Regions from separate parts of the Sus scrofa genome. Here region 1 is linked to region 2. Evidence: chromatin contacts called from public promoter capture Hi-C data. All regions are on one chromosome and are shown on one strand. The core of a region is the stretch at or near the end of the contact, and the rest is flanking DNA. Distances in the headings are between cores, read along the strand shown. Region 1 holds the start of CSNK2B (casein kinase 2 beta). Region 2 holds the start of MRPS18B (mitochondrial ribosomal protein S18B).

Evidence for each region. Promoter capture Hi-C pulls out the DNA fragments that hold promoters and counts their contacts.
Region 1: a contact with region 2 is called in a promoter capture Hi-C map of liver, with 9 times the contacts expected there. The contact joins the promoter of CSNK2B here to the promoter of MRPS18B in region 2. A contact is called at or near these places in 2 of 5 promoter capture datasets (fetal liver and liver) and 1 of 2 datasets of contacts at active chromatin or transcription factors (skeletal muscle).

Annotation. Positions count from the first base shown.
Region 1 is chr7:23,778,005-23,785,444 of Sscrofa11.1, reverse strand. CSNK2B (casein kinase 2 beta) reads right to left here and starts at 4,251. Exons shown (of 7, transcript NM_001145377.2): 1 at 4,243-4,251; 2 at 3,559-3,641; 3 at 2,220-2,322; 4 at 1,303-1,418; 5 at 778-853; 6 at 440-629. The coding sequence starts at 3,630. It overlaps GPANK1 (G-patch domain and ankyrin repeats 1), which reads left to right and starts at 5,099. Exons shown (of 3, transcript NM_001145383.1): 1 at 5,099-5,624; 2 at 6,118-6,811. The coding sequence starts at 6,207.
Region 2 is chr7:23,164,236-23,171,794 of Sscrofa11.1, reverse strand. It overlaps MRPS18B (mitochondrial ribosomal protein S18B), which reads right to left and starts at 5,481. Exons shown (of 7, transcript NM_001123140.1): 1 at 5,404-5,481; 2 at 4,144-4,252; 3 at 3,939-4,036; 4 at 3,743-3,811; 5 at 2,044-2,110. The coding sequence starts at 5,481. It also overlaps a transcript of PPP1R10 not described here.

The sequences.
Region 1 (7,440 bases), core at 3,002-5,501, 610 kb before region 2:
GTGCTTGCACCTCAGTAATTGTTTCAATGTAAAACTCAACTTTCCTTCCTTATACCAGAATAAAAGTGATACTCTAGCAAGATAAACCACACTTGAACTGCGGCTCTGAGGATTTCTTGGCAGAAGGTTGAGCACCCAAGATGGTGACAAGGACAGCTCTCATTTAAACGCTACTTCAAGAGACAAATGTTATTCTAAACAGTTCACATGTTTAAAAATATGCTATTAGGCAAATACTGCCACCGCCCCCATTTCATGGATAAGAGAACTGAGGCACAGACAATTAACTTTCCCAAGGTCACTCATCAGGGAACAGCCCTGGGTTGGGAGAAGTAGGTCTCAAGAAAGGACCATGCCCTGTCCTTGTCCTCTCTTCTTAATGGGGGTGTGGGGGGGAGGCTTTCCTTTGACCCTTGGTGACTGTGTCCCCGTTCCCCACCTGGGCACAAACTGGTTGGCAGGCCGTTTGGGCCGGTACTCGGGGTGCACCATGAAGAGCATGTGAGGGAAACCGGTGCCGAAGTAGGCGCCATCCGTGTGGTGGTGCCTCGATGACTTGGGCGTGTACACGTCCATGCACTTGGGGCAGTAGAGCTTCACCATGGCCTCGCCTGGGATGTCCGAAAGGCCTGGGAGACAGCTAGACTCAGCGGGCCGCCTAACCCCAAGCCTGCCCAACCTCCCTCCTGGACCCAGACCCCAACTTGCTGAGCCTCAACTCCTTCCCAGAGGACCTGCATTTTACACAGCCCTCCTCTCCCTTTCCCAAACACTCACCGATGGGAAGCATTGGCTGGTTCTCACAGTACACACGGGGACAGTAGCCAAAGTCTCCCTGCTGGTACTTTTCCAACTGAAGCAAATAAAACGGGAAGGGGTTGGTGGGGAGGCATGAAGAGAAGAGGCAACCCCCTTTGGGCCCAACCCACGTCACTCTGTCCCCAACTCCTCCTGCCTCACCCTGTCCAGAGGCTCTTCTCTGGCTTACGTGGCCCGCAGATTCCTCTGCTTCCCTTCCCCTCGTTGGGCAAGCTGCGGACCACCAGTCATTCACTGCTTGTTTCCTGGTGAAGAGGCAGTCTACAACTGCCTGCTCAAGGTCACATCGCCTTCCCTCCCTGAAGACACCACTTTGGCACAACCCTTGATCGGGTCTTAATCCCTAGGCCCAGGTTCTGGGGGTTCTTTCCCTCTTTCCAGCTAGATTCCTTGCCAAGGTTGGAACAAGCGACTTCTTGCTGCAGGAAACTCTGTTTCCCTTGCTGCCTCTGAAGGAGTAAAGTGGGAGTCGAGAGGCCTCACCATCTGGGCGATGCCACGGTTGGTGAGGATATAGCGGGCGTGGATCAATCCATAGAGCATTTCGGCTGCCTGCTCAATCAGGTCACTCTGGTTGGGGTTGTCTTCCAGCTCCTCATCTGAAACATGGTCCCAGCCAAATGCAACCACTTGTCTTACAGCTCTTTTAGGTGCCCTGCCCACCCCACCCCCAGGGGCTGCTGGCTACTCAGTTAGTCCAGCACCCTATGGTGAGCCTCACCCCAGCCACCGCCTGGGCATCTGACCCAGAAACCTGGGCCTCTGATCCTCCCACCAACCCAAGGCAGCTCTGCCTTCTCTCCATCCCTCTCAGCCTCTGCTCCCTTCTCTCCCTCACAGCTCCTTCCTAAACACATAAATGCAAAGATGTCAACAGAGAAGACAGAACCCGAGCTTGGAAGAGGCAAGGCAAGGGAGAGGCAGAAAATAAGACGTGTGGGGAAACTGGCATTATGGAATAATGCTGAGTTACAGGATCAGAGTATGGGAACAAGACACCCCTGGCAAGAGTTAGGTAGGTTACCAAGATGAAGTTGAATCTGACTCTGGCTTAACAGAGCCAGAAAACCAAAAAGAAATTCAAATAGCAGTTGAAAAGAAAAAGACCAGATTTCCCGTTGTGGCTCAGTGGAAACGAATCTGACTAGCATCCATGAGGACTCAGGTTCAATCCCTGGCCTCACTCAATGGGTTAAGGACCTGGTGCTGCCATGAGCTGTGATATAGGTTGCAGACACGCTCGGATCCGACATGGCTGTGGTGTAGGCCAGCAGCTACAGCTCCAATTCTCAACCCCTAGACCTGGGAAACTCCATGTGCCATAGGTGCAGCCCTAAAAAGCAAACAAACAAAAACCAAAAAACCCACATATACACAAAACAATTCTGAGAGTATCTCACCAGGTTCCAGGTCCAAGATCATGTCTAGGGCTTGTCGATAATGAGGCACCTGCTCGTTGAGTCCAGTGAGATTGAATTTGTCCTGGATGTAGTCTTCATCCACCTGTCAGGACGTGAAGTCAAGAGTAAAGCAGAATCCCCAGCTTTGACCTAGGCAAGTTGCTCTAACTGGTGCTTTAGCCTCGACACGACTGCTTCTGCCCCCAGCTCTGCAGAAATACATAAGTCACTTTTCTCAGTTCACATATACTGCCTGCTCCTAACAGCTTGGCTTTTCTTTTCTAAGGATAAGCAAGTATAGCAGTCCTCTCCTTAGAAAGACATTTATTTCAAGATCCCTGTCCTAGGGAGTTCCCATCGTGGCTCAGTGGTTAGCAAATCCAACTAAGAACCATGAGGTTGCGGGTTCAATCCCTGGTCTCACTCAGTGGGTTAAGGATCCGGTGTTGCCGTGAGCTGTGGTGTAGGTCACAGACGCCGCTCGGATCTCCCGTTACTGTGGCTGTGGTGCAGGTCGGTGGCTATGGCTCTGATTGGACCCCTAGCCTGGGAACCTCCATATGCCGCGGGTGTGGCCCTAGAAAAGACAAAAAAAAAAAAAAAAAAAAAAAAAAGATCCTTGTTCTAGAATTGCCTGGTTAAGGATCTGGCACTGTTATAGTTGTGGCACTGGTTCAATATCTTTGGCCCAGGAACTCCTGTATGCTGTGGGACGCCTCCAGCCCTCCCCCTGCAAAAAGAGTTCCTGTCGTGGCTGAGCGGTAATGAACCTGACTAGTATCCTTGGATCCCCAGGTTGCTGTGGCTGGGGCATAGGCCAGCAGCTGCAGCTTTGATTCAACCCCCGCCTCCAAAAAAAAAAAAAAAAAAAAAAATCCTGTCCCCATTCCTGCTTCCCATCTCTAAGAGTCAGTTTTGGCCTCTCCTTAGGGGCAGCTGGCTTGCTGAGGAAGGTGGAGGCTGAACAGCTTGGGTTCTGAAGGCGCTCACAATCCCTTATGTTAACACACAGCTCTGCACGTTACAAAACATTTTAACGTGAGGTGTCTTAATTCTCCTAATAGCTACCAGAAACAGGTGCTACCGGTAGCACTGTGGTAATAAAAACATGGGTTGATGAGTCCAACATTACATTGCTGGAGGGTGGCAGGGTCAACCTGAGGCCCAGTCTTGCCTTCAGTATGAGTTAGTGAGAGAATTACTAAGGAGACTCTTTCTTAACGTGAAAGGGTTTTTACGGAAGACTGTAAAACAAGTATCTAGAAACTGAATATATACTATGCGAGAGAATGCCTGGCCAGATTATATGTGGAAAGGGACAAGGAGGTTAAGAACTCACTTCACAGAAGAATTCATTGCCACGGAGCCCACAGAACCAGGAAATCCAGGACACCTCCTCTGAGCTGCTCATCTTCACTTCAGCTAGAAAAAGAAGAGTGTCAGCCTAAGCTCTCCTCCCTGCCTCTGATATCCTCCCTCTTCCCACACTTTGCCCTCCAACCACAGAAGAATTTAGGGCCACCCTTTCTTAAAGGATCCTAGACTGGAGCAGTTCTCTCCAGCTCCTCCTATTCACACCTCAACCCCTTTTTTCAGAGACAGGAAATTCTCTGGGGTCCCAACACTTGTGTGTAACCGGCAGGTCTTGACCCATTAGTCCTATCCACATCCCTAACGCTCCCCAAGGCCAGGCCCCTCTCTCCTCTATGTCAACTCCAGCAGGGCCTGCGGCTCAGATTCCCTACCCCCGCAAGTCTCCGTTTGTCCCCGGCCCCATTCCCAAGGTTTCCGAAGTTTCTTTCCAGGCAAGAGCTAAGCTCCTCTTTTTCTCAAAGTCTGGGGATGGCAGTTAGGTCCCTTTCACGGGAGTCTCCTTATCCCGCCTCCATCCTTCAGACCACCCCCTCCTTCCTTCGGTCCCGGACCTGGTCACTTCCTTCCCCACCCCCACATCAAGGCACGGAGACCCCTTGTGCCGCGCCCAGGAACAGGGGACGCGGCGCGGCAACGACCTCAGACTCACCGGCTGGACGGGGACTGGGACCGGGGGGGCGGGGAGGGGAGGGGAGTTTCTGCTTCCAAGGAACCGCGGCGACGGCTACAACGCAGGCCGCGGATCCAACCGCGGCAGGCGAAGTGGGGCGGGGGGAGTGGAAACTGGGGAGGGTGGGGAAGAGGGCAACGCGCAAGCGCTTAAAATCGTGCGCCGCGGTGAACGCCGGGAGATGGAGTCCTCGGAAGCTAGAAACTGGCGCAACTGAGAAAGGGCGAACTACGAATCCCAGGACGACCCGCCCACGACCCTGGTGTCGCGAGGCCCCTGAGGGAAACGCTCCGGGGCGGGGCGTAGGGAGCCGCCACCGGAAGCGGAAACGCAGTACCGTGTTCTGGGCCAGGGAGCCTGGGAAATATAGTCGAGTGATCTTATCACCGTGGGGCTGAGAGGGGGCGGGGAAAGGAACAAGACAGGCTGGATCATTTACTGCCGCTCCCTCTCACACAACGAGCCTCAGGCGTGCGGCCCTGCTACCCAGACCATTGACCTCATCACCGACCAGCTGCCTGGCCCTTATCGCTTGTGGAGCCCCCCTGTCCGAGTCAGCCTGCCAAGGAGACCCTCAACGGGGCCCATATTTCACTCAAGGGTTTGATCTCCTGAGGTGGGAGGTGAGGCCGGGTTCCGCGCTGAGGGACCTGGGTAGGGTGTGCTGGCTGAGCTGAGAGGTGTGAGAATCGGGAAGGTCCCGTGCGCTAACCTGAGGTGGCGCCAGCCATTCTGTTGCTCGTCCCCTTGCACTTCTCCATTTCCTTTTAAGGCTTGAACAGGGCCTTCTGCTGCGGGTGCTAAGTGCGACCTTCCAACCCTGGTCAGATTAATGGTGAGGGGCTGCGTGACTATTTCATTTCACGGCTTCTGGGCATTCTCCGCCTCAGGGCCTTTCTTAACCCAGAGGGTGGTTTCCCAGGTCCAGAAAATGAGCTTGGAGCGGGGGCCACGTTGAGGGAGGCGAAGAGCATTGTGGGGGCGTTAGGTAAAAGCAGGACCCCAACCGACAGATATTTCTCGATCCTCGCGCTACCAGGGCACGTGGCGTTTTGCGCTTGTGTTATTGGAAAGATTCCAGGGCGGGAAATAGCCCGGAGCAGCGCGCCTGCGTGCTCCAGTATTGTTTTTGTTTGTCCCCCGCCCGCTCCCCATTCAGCTGCGCATGCGGCTTTGACTGTGGACGCCTTTGCTTAGAGTAGCGCCATTTTGCAGTACGGAAGCTGCAAAGCAACGAGTGGAACCTCCCCGCGAATCGGCTTCCTGCTTCCGGACAAATGTCAAGTCTGTTTTTGTTTAAGAATACCCCGAAATAGGATCCAGGAAGATTTAAAGAGCCAGGCTGATTGTTTTCCTTAATGGTATGTCCCGCGCAGTTGTAAAGTAGTTTCAGAGAAAGGCTGTTATTATTGATGGTGAGGATGGAGTGGGGGCAGAGCACAGGACTTCTGGGCAACTGTCTTACAGAGTCTACTTTGTTAACCTTTACTAAGGGGCATGGTCTGTTACCATAGGGTTTCCTATTTTTACACAATCCGTGGTCCTCGGGGTTCACTTTCCGCGTAGGAGGGTTTTTGTTTGTTTTTGTCTTTAGGGCTGCACCGGTGGCATATGGAGGCTCCCAGGCTAGAAATGGAATTGGAGCTACAGCTGCTGGCCTACACCACAGCCACAGCAACGCAGGATCCAGCCGTGTCTGCAACCTACACCACAGCTCACAGCAACGCCGGATCCTTAACCCACTGATCTGAGGCCAGGGATCGAATCTAATCAGGTTTGTTAACCACTGAGCCACGAAGGGAACTCCCGGGAGGGGATTTTTGATTCTAAGGATACTTGTTTTTATCCCAGCAGGTGTCTGTAGGTGATTCTGGTCATTGCAGGACCATCTGGGACTTGGCTTCCCCCTGCCTAATCTCATTTTCCCAACTCTCCCCAAAGCCATGTCCGGGTCCTCCCTCATTAACTTTACCCCAGCCACTGACCCCAGTGATCTCTGGAAAGATGGGCAACTGCAGTCACACCCTGAAGAGCTGGAGCCCACCCTGGATGGGGCTGCAGCCCGGGCTTTCTATGAAGCTTTGATTGGGGACGAGGACAGCACCCCTGAGCCCCAGAGATCTCAGCCTGAGCCTGCTAGAAAGAGGAAGAAAAGACGAACGATGAGGGAGACTACAGCAGGAGCATCAGGAGAAGATGGACAAAGGAGATCCCTTGAGGCAGAGGACAAGATGACCCAGCAGATACTGAGGGCAGCCCAGGAGGGGGACCTGGCAAAACTGAAAAAGCTGTTGGATCCCCATGAGGCAGGGGGAGCTGGAGGGAATATCAACGCTCGAGATGCTTTCTGGTGGACCCCACTGATGTGTGCTGCCCGAGCAGGCCAGGGGGCAGCTGTGCGCTATCTCCTGGGCCGTGGGGCGGCCTGGGTGGGGGTCTGCGAGCTGGGTGGCAGGGATGCTGCTCAGCTGGCGGAAGAAGCAGGCTTCCCTGAAGTGGCCCGCATGGTCAGAGAGAGCCCCGGAGAGACAAGGAGTCCAGAGAACCGGTAAGGGGAAGCCTTATCTTTCATTGTGTTCTGCCCTTCCTCACACTTCACACAGGAGGCCACAGAATAGAGCCAAAGGGTTTACTTTCCTGTTCCCTAATGTAGGCTGATCGGGCAGTGTGATTATGAACAGGATACTCCCTTGGATTATTTTTTATATAAAACATTTTTTTCATTAAAAAAAAAATTGGGGTAGTTCCCATTGCGGCTCAGTGGTAACAAACCCAACTAGTATCCATGAGGACGAGGGTTCAGTCCCTGACCTCAGTGGGTTAAGATCTTGGCATTGTCGTGTGGTGTAGATCTCACATGAGGCTCGGATCTCACATGGCTGTGGTTGTAGCATAGGCCAGCAGCTACAGCTCTGATTTGGCCCCTAGTCTGGGGACTTCCACATGCCGCAGGTGTGGCCCTAAAAAAGACAAAAAAAATTTTAAGTTTTTTAATTGAAGTATAGTTCACGTATATTTGCTATATTCCCACATTGCATGGGCTCCTTGGGTTTAAATCCTGACTGTACTTACGTGGGCAAGCAACCTAACCCATGTGCCTCAGTTTCCTCATCTAAGAAATGGAGCAATAAAAGCACCTTTCTCTTAGGGTTGTTAGGGTCAAATAGGTTAATATAT
Region 2 (7,559 bases), core at 4,232-6,731:
TGGAAAGAAAAAGATAACTTGGAGCTCATTTTATAAGTCACAATAATTAGGAGTTCCCTGTCATGGCTCAGTTGTTAATGAACCCAAGTATCCATGAGGACAAAGGTTTGATACCTGGCCTTGCCCAGTGGGTTAGGGATCCCGCCTTGCCATGAGCTGTGGTGTAGGTCGAAGACGTGGCTCAGATCCCACACTGTCGTGGCTGTGGTGCAGGCCAGCAGCTATGGCTCCAATTCGACCCCTTGCCTGGGAACCTCCATATACCATGGGTACAGACCCAAAGAAACAACAACAACAACAACAAAAAAGTCACAGTAATTAAAGAACAAAACTGCTTTTATATGATGCTTGAAGGCTAGACTTGGAAGACCTGGCTCTACTAATGACCCCACTCCCCTGCCCCCTCCATGAGTCTGTTTCCCCTTCTGCTCAATGGGAAGAACCTTTTCTCTGAGAACCAGGATGAAGACTTTAGGAGGGTCAAGCCACCTATAAAGAAGCCATTTGATGGTAAAGGCTTCAATACAGGGAACAGAACACAATCCAAAAGGCAAATGTGCTTAGTTAAATGGCTGAGTTGACAATACAAAGAGAAAGATTCAATGAAGGAAGAAAGGATTTCAGGTCTGGGGAAGGTGATCTGAGAAAGTAGCAAAATAGTTCCTTCAGCTTTTTACGGCTTGACTATAAAACTCTTAAAACTCGGGAGTTTCTAGCATGGCTCAATTGTTAACGAATCCGACTAGGAACCATGAGGTTGTGGGTTCCATCCCTGGCCTTGCTCAGTGGGTTAAGGATCTGGCATTTCTGTAAGCTATGGTGTAGGTTGCAGAGGCGGCTCAGACCTGGTATTGCTGTGCCTGTGGCATAGGCTGGCTGCTACAGCTCCGATTAGCCTGGGAACCTCCATATGGCACGGGTGTGGCCCTGGAAAAGACCAAAGACAAAAATAAATAAATAAATAAAATTCTTAAAACTCCTTGACAAACCAACCTCCACTGAGCATGCTACCACCCCACAAAAGGGTTGATTCCAATTATTCTTTGCAAATTTATTTTGCTTTGGAGCAGGTGTTGATAAAATATTTCTGGACAAGGCCATGTATTTTAGGGCATATATTATAGTCTGTCTCAGCTCAACTCTGCCATTGCAGCCTGGGAAGAGTTGCAGACAATATGAAAATAAATGGACATGGAATTTCCTTGTGGCACAGCAGGTTAAGGATCTGATGATATCCTCGCAGGGACTTGGGTTGCTGCTGTGACGTGGGATTGATTCCTGGCCTGAGAACTTCCACATCCTGCAGTGCAGCCAAAAAAAAAGAGAAAGAAAGAAAGAAAGAGGGAGTTCCCGAAGTGGTGCAGCAGAAATGAATCCAACTAGGAACCATGATGTTGCAGGTTTGATCCCTGGCCTTGCTCAGTGGGTTAAGGCTGTGAGCTGTGGTGTAGGTTGCAGACGTGGCTTGGATCTCATGTTGCTGTGGCTGTGGCTGTGGTGTAGGCTGCCAGCTGTAGCTTCAATTAGACCCCCAGCCTGAGAACCTCCATATGCCGCAGGTGTGGCCCTAAGAAGTCAAAAAAGGAAGGAAGGAAAAGAACAGAATAAAACATAGCAGTGAATGAGATTTAGCCTGTAGCTGTACTTAGGCAATAGATATAATCTTGAAATTTTAAGTTTACAATCCCAAATTTGGGAAATCTCATTGAACTGTCAACAGAGCGCATAAAAGTACCTCTGTGATAGTCAATTATGAGAAAGGCTTCTTAAAAGTGAAAAGACTATAAAAAGGAAACAATCACTACCATTCATCTTTGAAGAGCTGCATTTCGATGGTTTGCTTATGTTGATAACTGCCTCTGCCTTTGGCCCACATGTAACTGTTTTAGCATGAGTATCCACAATAGGCTAACATCTCAGAAGGTTCCAGCATACTTTTTATGCCATTAGTAGGAGCCACCAAACAAATACTTGTCGTCTTAATAAATACAAGAACTGCTGTAACGAAGGCTATTCTGGTGGGGACGGGGATGATGGGCTCACCTGTGTACGGGGCATGGAAGATGATACCCGTGTGGGCGCAGACAAACTGCTCCAAGAGCTTCACGTTCTGTAGGGAAAAGTGGTGGAGAAACAAGAGAGGGAAGGGAAGGCAGCAAAACAGACATTTAGAGACTGACAGGGCACAGTCCCTGCACACCCGCCCAGAGGACCTGGACCCTGCTCTGTCTCTCCAGGTGCTGCCCTCCTTCAATGTCCAGTTTTAGCCCCATTCGCTTACTGAACACACTTGCAAACTTCCCCCTTTCCTGGCCTTTCAACCCTTTTATGTGCACATCAGACACTCTGTCACTAAGACTCACATAGAATTCTCTTCTGCAGGGGTTAGGGTCTAACATCGGCCCCTCATGCAACAAATTAGGGACAGTCTTGGCAAATCCATGAAATCACCCATAAAATGTAGTACATGTTATAAGGTGCATTTATAAATGATTAATGTATACAAAAGTATGCCTTGGCGTTCCCTTCGTGGCTCAGCGGTTAATGCACCCAATTAGGATCCATGAGGATGCGAGTGTGATCCCAGGCCTCGCTCAGTGGGCTAAGGATCCAGCTATGAGCTATGGTGTAGGTTGCTCAAATCCCGAGGTGCTGTGGCTGTGGCATAGGCCGGCAGCTATAGCTCCAATTTAATCCCTAGCCTGGGAACTTCCATAGACATGGGTGTGGCCCTAAAAAGCAAGCAAACAAACAAAAACTATGCCTTATGTAATTTATTTATTTACTAAGATTAGTTAAAAAGGTTTAATTACTAGAATGATTCTCAGCCAGCAATTAATCACAGGTGGTGAGATTCCCAAAGAAAAAGCAGGTTTACTTGTGGAGTGGGATAGCAAGCAGAATCATCTGCACTATTCAACCTTTCTCCCTTAGCCAGGCAGCTTACTATAAACTGTATACAGATGGTTATAGTTTGTACACAGCTGAAACTGAGAAGTAGCTCCTGGACTCCTCTACAACCTGCTTCTGAAGGAGCCTGACAGCAGTCAGACACCCCCTTCTGCTGACTGACACACAAATGCCCTCCAACTCCCCTGACGACCTTCTTAATACTTCTAAGCCCTGCAAACTCAGACGAGCACGTTTCCATTATCATAAGGTTTTTGAATCCTTTAAGGAACAGGTCCTGTCCTTCTCACACTGAAGTGTCTTTCTTTTTTTTTTAACATAACTGACTGTACCTTGCTTCATGTACCTGCCCTCCAGCCCCTAGTCTCCAGCATGCCACCGACAAAATAAAGAAAACCTCAGAGAAAGAACTAGTCCAATCTACTTGCTGCTAACTGTGATGTATAAAAATGAAGCCTTGGGTGTAGCCCTCCCATTAGAAACGAGTATTTCTCTTGCTTGCCAATTTAGACTATAAATTTCATAGGCAAGGGATGAAGGTTTCTTTTTTAATAGTGGATGAAGCTTTTTAGTATAACCCATAGCAGAGAGCAAAGGCTAGAAGAAGGAATGTTTCATATTGCCGGAAAGTCAATATAAAATGGACTTTGGGCACTCTGCTATACAGCAGAAACTGACACACTGTAAATCAACTATGCTTAAAACAAAAACAAACAAAAAACAAAAAAAACCCAAAAAACTTTAGTGGCACCAGGACATGAAGAGTGAGGGGTACCTAAGGTAATCTCTCTAGCACTCTAGGTCTTTATTCTGGAGAAAAGACTCTCCTTACCCTAAAGTCGACGTGCAACTTCTGATCCCGGCAGATGGGGCAGGGATTCCCAGCAACTTTATTTCCCCGCTGTAGAGAGAAGAAACTGGCAGGTGAAGATGTTCAAAGCCTTGTCTGAAAAAGTGCAGCTACCACTGCGGCTATAGCCTTCAGCCCCACTCCACATCCCATCCATGTGTCACCTTCAGAAACTCACAATACACATCTTTCGAGTCCGCTGTGGGGGTATTCCACCTTTGTGGTTGCGACGGTAGTCAGCCCAGACAGGGCGAGAACCATAGCGGTTCTGGTATTCTGAAATGAAAGGCCACTTAAGTCATGTCTGGGTGCAGGTGGTGGGGGGCATCTCTGTCCCTTTATTTCAGACCTGACTTGCCCTCCCCTCCCCCATGAAGAAGTACCTTCTGAGTCCAGATATTTCCAGGGTTCATCTTTATAAGGGGAAATGGGAACCTGGGGCAAAGAATCATCCTCAGGGGGAGCTTTGGTGCAAAGAGTCTGGAGGAGAACCTATAGAAGGAGAGTGGAAATGAGACAGTGAGTTCAAGGAGAAACCTGACTGGTTAGCTGCCAACAGTTCAGGGAGAAAAAGAATCTATACCCACTATGTTAATGAAATATATATGAAAGGTAGCGTTGGGTGGGGGGGTTAAGTTGACATCATTAACCACCAGTCTCCCTACTGTAACTGGATCTTCAGAGAAAGAGTCATGTTGGAGGGTAACTAGATAGCTGATGGGGAGGCAAATTTATTTGAGAAAACAACTCAAAAACGTGGCACATATAAGATACTCTGTCCTTTCTGGGACAGACCGAGTCTAGTGGAGAAAAAGGGAGAATGTCTTATCTTCTTGGAGTTAAGATGAATGGCAGGAAGGAAATGCAAAGACAGATGAATCTCCACTCAATCCGATCCTGAATCACTGAGTTGCCCAGCCTTATAAAAAGTTGAAGGTCAACATTCCATAGGACAGAATAAACTTGAGTCCTAACGCTACCTTTAAAGCTACCAGGCCTATAATTAACTCTGTGGTGACCCTTGTCACCAATTTTTAGTCCCACTGTAGGGAGTGGCAGCTGGGCTAAGCCTTCCCATCTCGCCCTGCCCCGCTAAGAATCTGCCCTGCCAAGAACCTCCAGGGGGGTAAGTACGTGAGGCTGGAGGGAAACCTCGACCCAAAGTTAAGCTCATGTATGCTCTGATGAGAAACTGATTCAGTGACATAAAGAGAGCCGAGACACTGGTCCCCAGGTCGTGAGAATGTGTCCTGGCTTTATTAGGCTATAGCAGGGCTGGTAGAAGTTAGTGTCTGTCCCTCAACCCAAAGACCTTACTGGGCATCGCAGATTTAGACATCGTCTGAACAGTTCACAGCTGGTTTGTGTTATGACCAAGGGGTTCATTCCATCTCTTAATTATTTAATCGAGATGGAAACTAGGGAAGAGGATACCATCCAACCCTGGCTCTTCACCCTCGACTCGAAATAAGAAAATGCGCGCAGTATCGAGGAACGAGAAGGGAAGAGAGTGGTGGAAGTAAAGCATTGCCTTGACAGCAATCGGGAAGCTCTCCGCTCCTGGATTCCCAGAAGTGGAGCGACAACCTAGAGAAAGTACAGTTTAAGTTTTGGGTTGTACAAAACGTGCTCCAAGGAGTTACCTGAACTCCGTAGGCACCTCTGAAGGGCGAAACGCCAGGAAGGCGCCTCAGCAACACGTTCAATATGGAGGCAGCCATCTTGACGTACGCCCAAAGCAGGAAAGGCTAGAAAGGCGACTGCGCATGCACCTGGAAACTGACTGGGGGTAGGGCCAAGGACGCGCCCGCAGTGCGGAAGACGGCCGCGCATCTGCGTCAAGACGGAAACGAGAAAGGGGGGCCATAAGGAGAAGGCAATTTCAACTGCGTCACAATCGAATTCGGCCTCAAAATTGCGTTTTTGCGGCACCAGTCACTACGATTCTTAGACCTCATTCTTCGAGTTTGTCTTGTAAGCAATTTTGAAGGAGATTTTGACCGAGATTCTCTCACTGCGCATGCGCCGGTCCGATTCTACCAACCCAGGGTGAGAAATGGTCTCGAGGGCGGAAGTGGTGGAAGCAGAGGAAAGGGAGGTGCTAGGCCGCCCGGTCACGCGCACGCGTTAGCGGGCCAGGAAGGAGGCGGAAGAGGGTGCCCAGGGGAAGGGGCTGAGCGAAGCCGAAGACAGGCTAGCCAATCAGCTGGCGAGTTGTCTTTCTGGTTGGCCAATGAACTCACGCCTCGCGCACAATGTCTCGCGACAAGGGCGCTTCACTGGCACGTTTGCGCGCGTTGGGCGGCGTCCGGGTATAAAAGACTCCGCCCGAGCGGGCAGCCGCCATTCTGGGGTTCGTTTAGAGGTAAGTTTCGCCTTTTTGTCGGTTGGAGGGTGACATTTTTGGCCTGGGAAACGGGTTCGGCCTAGGCTCAGTTGGGAGCCATGACTTGTGTTAAGCGGCTGTTTTCGGGATGGGACACAGAGGTGTTTGAGGGCAACAAAAACGGTATTTTGGGGCGTTTCCGAGCAACCCGTATTGATTGTATCTTTCTCCCTTTTGTTCCTTTTATCCCAGGTTTGAATTTTCTCGGAGAAAGACAGGCCAGCCACGAGGAAAAAAGAAACAAGCCGCAGCAACATCTAAGCCCTTGAAAGGATCCTGAGAGAGGGGGGAAAGGGAAAACAGCAGCCACCAGCCCAACCACTTGTGTCTTCTGCCCCTTCCCACCTATCTTGCCCACCCCACCAGCCCACGCTGCTTGGGACTTGAAATTGTGGCCGAAGGACCGTCACCACATAACTTCAAAAATAATCAACCACCCTCCCTTCCCAAACCCACTCAAATTCACTCATCCAGCGTTTACTTTTTTGAATCCACTCAGAACTTTTTTTCTACGACCCCCCTCCCTAAATGGAGTTGGGTGGGGGGGGAAATGAATACTGAGTTGGCCTTTATTTTTTTTAAAGAGACTTTTTGATCCAATGAGGCCCCGCAAATAATTGAGTTTTGGGTCCTGGTTGGTTGTTTTATTTTTTTCTCTAAAATTTTAACCCCCTCCCCCCCTGAGCCCGAGGTGCTGACGTCGCAAAAAAATTGGATAGTAAGTGTCGAATTTTCAAAAACCAGCCTTGCAACAAGAAATCAACGTTTCCCGTTGTGAAACCAAAAATAATGAGAGGACGAAATGAGACCATAGAACAAATAGAGAACTGGAGAAGGACCGATCCGGTCGCTTAATCTCCATTAAAAGGGCCTTTGGGTCTTAACAGTGGTGTTCTCTCCTCTACCACCTACCTCTTCCCTGCCCTGGTGCGGGCAAGGAGAGGGTGGAGGGAGGGCCAGCAAGTTAGGATTTTGATGGTTAACCCTTGGTAATCCAGCCAATTTCCAGACTGCCAAAGCCATAAGTGTTTACTTTTTTATAAAGAGGAATGGTTACCTTCCTCTCGTTAGCTGCAGTCTTCAAAAGGGTTAATGAGCTCACATACAAAAGATGGTGGATCTTGTGGCCCAGAAGTCCCACTTCTTTGTGTGTGAGACAAGCAGGGCGCCTTTCAATTTGCCAGATTAATAAGCAATCTGTACATAAAGATTGCAGGGTAAGGAGATGGGCAGAGAAATAGTAGTTGACTATGACTTTAAATGATTGTTAACTCCTCTCAATTTTGATGTAATTTGCTTGGGGTATATTTGTGTGCTTAATATAGGTGGCAATCTAGGAATAAAGATTGCAAGACACTTAATTCAGGGCAAAATATAGTCTTAGTGCCAATACATACAAGATAATAGTTGGGG